2 separate regions of the Arabidopsis thaliana genome follow, and region 1 is linked to region 2. The links are chromatin contacts, called in public capture Hi-C maps. All regions are on one chromosome and are shown on one strand. The core of a region is the stretch at or near the end of the contact, and the rest is flanking DNA. Distances in the headings are between cores, read along the strand shown.

Region 1 (4,595 bases), core at 569-3,068, 71 kb after region 2:
GTGGCTTTCCAAAACCCTGCTTTTGTTGCTCTATTGGTTCGAGTCCCTGTGGGATACTTCTTGTCTTTATGGCTAAAGAAGTACCAATCACTCTGCTCTTCATGCCCAATTTTGCACAACTCTATTTCCACAAACGAATAAAAAAAGACTTTTAAAATCTTTCCTTAGGAAATAGAGACAAAGTAATGAAGGATAGAGATGGTGGGATTGGGCAAACCTTGAAGGTCCCATGGCTCAATCTTGTAAAGATCAATGTCCTTTATGAAATCAATTTCTATTCTCTTCGATGCGACTTTTTTCCTCAGGTAGTAGTCTACAAGTTCTTCATCTGTCGGGTGAAATCTAAAACCCGGAGGGACGTGGGAAAATGAATTCATGTTTGTCTTCTTGATCGGTTAATAATCTGCCTATAAGAAAATCACCAAACAAATCGAAAACAAAGTCATGAAATTATGAACATAAGAAGGTTATATATAGCTAGGTAGTTACATATCTTACATAGTGTGATTGTGAATTAGTTGATTATTTCGACAGACATATGATTAGACGTACTATGCTGAATATATAAGAGGTTGAATTCAAAATCGAAAGGAATTATCGTCAGACATTTATTAATTACAAGAATTAGTTGTGTTACATGCTTACATCTAAAGAAATATGTGAAGACTATTCACATGGTTAGTTATGTAGGTTCGAGATAATTAATTAAACTCACTAGTTTAAAGTCATGGACTCATGGTAAATAACTGAATTTTCAAGAAAGTAAAATCAGTGAAACCCAATTATATACCGTATGATGGTATATAGTTAATTGATTTAATGAGATGCATAATTTCAGCTTCAAATAGACTAGATCGATTATTAAATTTGATTCTGCTTATATTTCCATCTAAGTACTATAACCAAACAAGTAAAGATCAGAAGATGAAGAGGAGTAGTTTTTTTTTTTAAAGAGAGGATGATCCATCTTAAGAGATTCTTTTTTAGATTATTGTATAACATCTTATGAAAACTTTTAATCAACTTAACAAAAAAAAACCCCAGCTTGATCTACTTATGTCTATTTTATTATAATAAGATATTTTAGGTTTAGATGATATTTTGCTTTGCTTGTAACATCAGCAACATTGAGTATGAAATGGGATGGACATGATGATGATGATCATCAAGGTGAATCACCTTAGGTGATTAATGAAGATTATGATCAAGGATGATTAAAGATGATGATCAAGTTTTACTTAAAGAAGAAAAAACAGCCAATATTATTTGTGACGATTGGTAATAAATAGAAAATTGACATAAAATTAGGGTTTTACCTGAAGAAACTCTAGAAATTAAACAGGATAATCCAGATGAGACCTTTTTAAAGCTTCTAAGAAAGCTTTATGTTTCAGCTATTGTATGATTCTCTCTCGTGATTACTATATAGATAACATCACAAGTTTGAAGACTACACAAGACTAGAAAGAGAAAGAGATCGAGATAAGATCAAAGAGTGGACAAGATTTGACAGTGCTCCTCGGGAATAGGTTACTGGAAAGAGAGATCAGATCCCGAGAGAGAAAGGGAGAATGATAGAAAGAATGGGAAAAGAGAAAGAGAGTAGGGTTATATAAAGAAGATCAATCGAGGAAGAGAAGAAAGAGAGAGCACACAAGACACAAATCAAAAGATGACAATCGTGTCCTAATAATCTATTATATATTTTACTTTCTTTCATCTCTCTCTCTTTCCCTATCAATCATACTATCTCTCTCTTGTGAGTCCTTTTGAACCTAGAGAGAGAGGGGGGGGGGACTTTATTTGTTGCAAAAGCTTGGGGGGAGAAGAGAGAGGAGGATAAAGGGGCAAGTAAGATTTAGAGAGAGAGAGAGAGGTGGCAACATCCATTACCACCCACCAGCTCTTGATGGATATACTTGATCATCAACATTAAGGTTAATTTTCTTACTTTAATTTGGACTTCTTTTTTATGTCCTAAAATTGTCTTGCTAAACTAGAGATGTCAAAAAAAAAAAAAAAAAAAAGTAACTCAAGTACTCAACTAGTTTAGAACCCAACGATATTGCTGGTTTGATGGTAGGTTAATTTGCAAGAAAATCTTTGTTGAAAGATCTATACATCCAGAGTTATTCAGATATCTCAGTAAAACATCAACATGCATGATGATTCTTAAATTCAAGGTTGGCATGTCACTGTATTATTCGAAGTTCGAACACCAATGCACACAACAATTAGTGCTATCAAGACTATCATATATATTATCTAGAGATCATATATATTATCTAGAGATATGTATATCATTAAAATTTGTAGATAATTTAGTTATAAGTTATTCTGTACTTCGTATGAGTTAAATAAAATCATCAAGAGACAAACAGTGTATGATCCCTACCAATAATGTGAATTAACATTTTTTCTTATAGGAGTTGGTTTTCATTTTTTTTCTTCTTCAAATTCTTTACGTTAATATTGAAATATCAAATATATATACTGTACATCATTTCCATGTGATTCGGTAATCTAGGACCTATGAGCAATTTTTAATTGTATTTACAATTTTGTACTTGTATTCACATAATCATTCTGATGAAACGAAATGTGGAGACATACTAAAAATAATATGAAAGTGTATGTATCTTCTTGAAGAAAACCTGTTCTATGAGATATTTTTTAAAGTAATTATTGCTCTCTATTTACATTATTACATATATGAATATTTTCATCCTTTGGAAACTTCAAAAGTAACCATAGACAGCTTCCGTTTTGGTCCAATTGACTGGAAAGAAAGATTCATCTTAAACTATTTTGAGCATAAAACAACATTAAAAAAATATATTATCTAAAGTCTTAACTTCAACTTTTAAATCAAAATTTTTGCCATTGATTACCCCAAATATATTGTTCTGCTCTTACGAAGAAGAAGAAAAAAGAAAAGAAAAGAAAAAAAGAGCGCGGAACTTGAGCAAGGTGGTAAGTGTAAAGAGGGACCCACAAAGGGGGGGAGAAACGGAATGATGTGGTGACGTGGCGGGTGGTGGTCCGGCGTGAGCGAGCCATCGATCATTTCCTGTTGCAGGCCGGTTGGTCACGTGGGTCCCTTCCCGTTATCCCGTTCTCTTAAACCTTTCTTAATCCAATTATTAATTAATTAATGCACTGTGTTATAAAAAAAAAATGTGAATGTGATCGTTTTAAGTGTTACTAAAAAAATCATCTACCTTTTCTTACAAAAAACTAACAGAAACGAATTTTGCTTATTCGTGTTCCACAAAATTTCATTATAACTGATACATATTTTTTTTCTACCATACCAGAGCAAATAGTAAAGGTGTTTATTAATAAAAAAAATCCATAAATGAAAAGAAACAAAAAAAACTCAATATTTGGAATCGTTGTACCACATGAAACAATCTTTTAATTCAAAAGTCGTGACAGAACCATCATCACTTGCTTCAACTAAAAAATTTCTATATATGTGTATTATCGAATATATGAATTGAACAGTTACATATTAGTGATATACTTTAATTTCTAACCCATGCGGAAATTTTCGTAGGAATTATTTTTTTTGCTAACTTATCAAATTTTGTAGAAATATTATCCGTGAATGTATGTACCTAAAATATGTTCCCCGATTAACTATACCAATTTTCTTCCGACCCTTAACTATTATATCAATATCGTGTAATCATTTAACTAATTAACTAACCAACTAACAGGATAATATTTTTAAAATACATATTAGGTAAGTTATATGTTGAATATAGCTATAGTTTGTGTTTAGGTAAGTTCATCAAATATCGGATGGTTATGCGGCTGATGCTAGGGACTTCGGGGCAAAGATTTGGTGTCTAAGAAAATCTTATATTCATAAAACTACAATAAAGAATTACAAACAAATAAAGTATTAGAGAGGAAATTGGATGTAGATTTCGTTTAATATTTTTCTTTTTGCTTTTGTGTGTTGTTGAAACGAAGCATAGAAGTGAAGCAAAAGTAAAGACCGTGATCCCAAAAGTGTCGTTTTTGGTCCCACTTTGCCTCTTGTCCATTACCTATTTGATATTGTAATTAAATTATTCTTAGTATTCCACACTTTTTAATTTCATATTGATATATATGCAAAACCATATAAATTAATATAATGATACACAGTCAATATAGTTTTTTTGTTTTTTTCCATAGTCAATCTATAACTCATCGAACTCTGTTTTTTTTGTTAGTAAATACTGTATTACAATGACTATGAATAAAAATTCTCGTTTTGCATAGTTATGTAAGAAAAAACACTCTAAAAATCTCTGCACTTTTGTCATTCCATAATACCATTTACCAACCATAGTCGTTAGTATTTCGTAAACAATCTTTACATAGTTATAAAAACATAAGTGTTTTTACTTCACTAGCTGATTACTGGGATATAATGGTAACTAAGACATAAATGACAGTTTCATTTATAATTTTTCTTTTGTTAAGTATACTGATTATTAATGGTGAATGGTGAGCTCTCATTGGGCCACCTACCATTTGTGGAATATTAAAATAAGAATAAAATACTATTTTCTTTTTGTAGAATCCAAAATTATACGTTA
Region 2 (4,544 bases), core at 499-2,998:
TAAATAGGTTGGGTCTACCTATAACTCATTTAATATGGGTTAACCCATTTAAATAATAATTTAATTAATTATTATTATAAAAATAATAAATTAATAATGATTCATTATCATCAAACTTAGGATATTTACGGATTCCACTTTTTACGGATTTACGTTTTTGACGAGAAAATCATGGGTTTACGTTTTTGGCGGGAAAATCTCGGGTTTACGTTTTTGGCGGAAAAATCACGGATTTACGTTTTTGGCGGGAAAATCACGGATTTACGTTTTTGGCGGGAAAATCACGGTTTTTTGTTTTTTGGCGGGAAAATTACGAGTTAACGTTTTTGGCGGGAAAATTACGAATTTACGTTTTTGGCGGGAAAATCACGGGTTTACGTTTTTGGCGGGAAAATCACAGGATTTACATTTTTGGCGGGAAAATCTTGGGTTTACGTTTTTGGCGAGAAAATCTTGGGTTTACGTTTTTTGCAGGAAAATCACGGGTTTACTTTTTTGGCGGGAAAATCACGGGTTTATGTTTTTTGGTGGAAAAATTACGAGTTTACTTTTTCTCAATTTCATCGATTGTATATTTAAGAAATTTGGAAAAATATTAATTTTATTAAATTGGTTTAGATGTGTTGGTTAAACTTAAATTGACATTGGTTTAGAGATTTTAGTTGGTTTAATTCAATTTTACAAAACTTATTGGGTTAATTGGGTAAACCATTAAAACCATTAACCATTACAACCCAACTCATTTTACTCATCAAACCAATTGACTCATCAACTCATTTGACCCATCAACTCATTTGAGTCAAAAATTTTAACTCATTAGGGTTCATGGATTGAGTTGAGTTGAGTTGACCATGAATTTTGACCCATTTTGACACCCCTAGTTTAGAGTTATAGAAAACTGTAAAACACTAAAAATAATACATTTATAATCAACATTTAATATGTTTTCTTAATATGTGTGTTTTTCTAAACAATCAAACAAAAATGAACGGAGGAAGTACTAATTAAGTAATTAGTGAGAAACTGTATTAACCGTTCACTAGTTAAGCTCATAAAACTAATTCTCATTGGCTAGCCTAAGTTTACTATACTATTGGGCATGTAATGCCTTGAATTCTATAATCAGGCGAGTGCAATCATAAGCATTAAAATCAAATACCAATCCATAGACTTCACATGCATGATCTATCCTATACCCAAAATTGGTAACTACTTACCCATAATAATCTTTTTATATATAGAAATTAATTATAACATAACATGCTTGATGTGATGAAGAAGCATAATAAGATTTTAAAAGAACAACTAGGAGCCGAATAAGGCGGAATAGGCCCTGTTAAGTTAAAATTTTAACAATCGAACAATCAAACCCGGAAAAAGATTAAGGATCTTAGTTGAACCAGTTGAGTCATACACACTGATTACGAATCACAAATCAAACTGTAGTATAAAACAATTGCAACTTGGCTTTCCACCCCCACACATGATTTTTGTTATTGTTCATAAGAAAACAAAGTATTTCTTATTATTATTCTTCTTTAAAAACAATTCTTATTATTATTCACTTCACGGGATTACATAAGAATTCTAAATCGCCCATTGGTTCATCTTGTGATCCATTGGATGGCAAATGATATTAAATTATGTTTTATTCGGGTAATGGATCTATAAAATTATCGGTTTATTTTTATATAACAAAAAAGGTAACGAAAAATATTGTTTATCATCAAGCGGTCTTTGCCTAATTAATGACGTTTTACAAAAAAAACTCTGAAGGTTGTAATTCATATGATCCCTAGAAGAAAATTATCAACTTGGTGACATATGCGAGTCTTGTGGTTCACCGGAGAACGGGAGCCCTAACTGGCTTTCACACTTAGCCCCAATGCTAATCATATCCTTACCTCTAGTCACATTAAGCAACCTTTATTAGGGTTTAACTAGAGATCAATGGAATCCAACAGAATTTTTCCACAGCTCTCTTCATATCTTTTAATCTCATGTTTTTTGCGCATGTTAGTGGCTGCAACACTTGCTTTCCACCTACCCCAATTCCTAACCTTAACCCTATCAGCAATCCTACAACGCCTAGTTGCTCAAGAGACGCCATAAAACTTGGAGTTTGCGCCAAAATACTAGACGTTGCAGTCGGAACTGTCATTGGAAACCCATCCGACACGCTTTGCTGCTCAGTTCTTCAAGGGCTTGTCGATCTTGATGCTGCCGTATGTCTTTGCACCACCATTAAAGCTAACATTCTCGGGATTAACATCGACCTTCCCATCTCGTTGAGTTTGCTCATCAATACTTGCGGCAAAAAGCTTCCCTCTGATTGCATTTGCGCCTGATAAGTTGTATATGGATGAATCTATCAAGTAGTTTTATTTTTTTCGTATGTTATGCTTCTCTTTGTTTGGTCGGTTCTCGTCTAACTCATCCGCATGTATTCTTGTTTTAGCCATGTCTGACAATCTATTGGTTCCTACTTTTGTTGGGGTAAGTTTTTTTCTGTTTCATGCGTTTAGTTGACAAGTCTTAAGGGTATTACCACTAAAAACACATACAATGACAATATAATGATCCGATAACAATTTTTGATGTTTTTCCATGATTTATCTAAAATATGTTATTGTAGATATTTTAAATAGCAAAGATCATCCAATTATATTAAATTTCGAGGAAAGAAATGGATTTCAAGTCAAATATCTCGGTTTATAAAAAAGTAAATTTAGAAAACGTGTATTAGCTAGATTACCAGATAATAATGTAGATTCCAACTTGTAACATATAGTTAAAATATACATCAAATACTCTCATGTACGTAGGGTTGCTGTCTTGCTGATATATGGGGTTAGGGTTAGGAATTAACCCATCAGATCCTGGCGTAAAATATACAAGAATTAAAAGATTTAATCATCTTGGTTCTGACCTAAAAGTATAAAATCATGTTGGTCAAGACCCTTAACTGTTCCGATTTACTTATATTCTTTGCGGTTAATATCTGGTATTTGTAGATTTTATAATTAGTTTGAATTTATAGCTTATTATATCTAATTACACGTTCACCTTTGGACAAATATTTTAGGCCACTTGTGCTGGTCTCTGTGTAGGGTGTTCCACTCCAAGTTCTTTTGAGTGGGGTTAAAAGGATCAGTAGAGACCCTGACAAAAAAATACTGCCAAAGCAGGACCAGACATACTTTTTATATTAACAATCTTTTAAAAAACTTATATAATGGAGCTTTAAAATTATTGTAATTTGACATTAAAATAGGAAAATGGGAACCCGTGACACGACCAATCTGCGCATGCCACCACCTAAAGAAGTAAAAGAAAATGAAAGTAATTTGTACATATACGTGCATGGCTGGATATTTACCCCTTGTTCTATAAATAAAATTCTTTGAGAAAACATAATTTTTTTTATTTTATTTTTTTGTCAAGGTGAGAAAACATAAATAAGATGTCTTTTAAAAGGCTAAGATGATGTGATTGTCAAAAATACAAAAAAAAAGCTAAGATGATGCTGGTTATGATAAACTGATAATGCAAGTTGCAAATTCAACATTTTCAAAATTGTATATTCATAAATCCAAGATCTAGAGAGTATAGTTCGATCGTACTACTACCTTACAAGAACTAACCAAGCAGTGGACCAAAAATTTTGTATCTGAAGGTAAAACTGGTATATCGGCCTATTATGTGCCTGATGGATCATAATTTTAGTGGATCGAACCCCGTTTCAAATGATCAAACAAATATTCAAACTGCAATTACCATAAGAACTAGACAGATTTGGCCCATCAAATATTGAACCCATTAACAAACACTTTAACAACTAATATATTGTGTAGCCCATTAGTAAAGAGCGTTCGGCAAATTATTATCAAATATAAGATGCGAAAACTCGATCGAGATTTTACGTTTTCACATTAAAGATTAAGAAACTGCAATAGAATATCCTAAATATGAATTCCAACATTAATTTTTCTTTAATACTATAAGTAATTATTATCAAGTTCATACATGTTTCATTGACGACATTTATTTTCTTGAGCGTCATTGTGAAGCGGAAAATCTAATAATTCAACGGCATTGAAATATTTATGTAATTGTAGAAACTTATTAATTAATGTTATAACGTTGAAATGTCGATGTAATGAGAGCTTCTAGCTAGTGTCTCTTGGGTAACTCCTCGAAGCGCAAATTGAGAGATGCGAGACGCGAAAACTTGGGTATGAAATTTTGACTCATAACTTGTGATCAATTTCAACGTTATAATATGAATGAGAATAGTTGCCGAATGTTTAGTGTTTGAATAATGCTTATAGTTTGAAAAATGTTTGAATAGTGTTCTTATATTTTTCTCGAGTGAAAATTTATTATTAGTGTAAATCTTCGATCTGGTAAGACTAAAAGGTAAAAACTTATTTTAAACAAACACAGCATTTTTATGTTCTATAAAACAATAAAATTAAAAACGTAAAAGGAATTCACCATGCAGCCACTTGCTTTAGGTTTACAACTTTTATTTTATGTTATAA

The links. Capture Hi-C pulls out chosen DNA fragments and counts their contacts.
Region 1: a contact with region 2 is called in a capture Hi-C map of root, with 2.3 times the contacts expected there. A contact is called at or near these places in 1 of 26 Hi-C or Micro-C datasets (callus) and 1 of 3 other capture datasets (root).

What each region holds. Positions count from the first base shown.
Region 1 is chr1:4,164,110-4,168,704 of TAIR10.1, forward strand. NAC007 (NAC 007) reads right to left here and starts at 1,819. Exons shown (of 4, transcript NM_101098.5): 1 at 1,317-1,819; 2 at 218-407; 3 at 1-121. The coding sequence starts at 377.
Region 2 is chr1:4,093,498-4,098,041 of TAIR10.1, forward strand. It overlaps AT1G12100 (Bifunctional inhibitor/lipid-transfer protein/seed storage 2S albumin superfamily protein), which reads left to right and starts at 1,749. Exons shown (of 2, transcript NM_101082.3): 1 at 1,749-1,776; 2 at 1,978-2,386. The coding sequence starts at 1,749. The coding sequence ends at 2,348.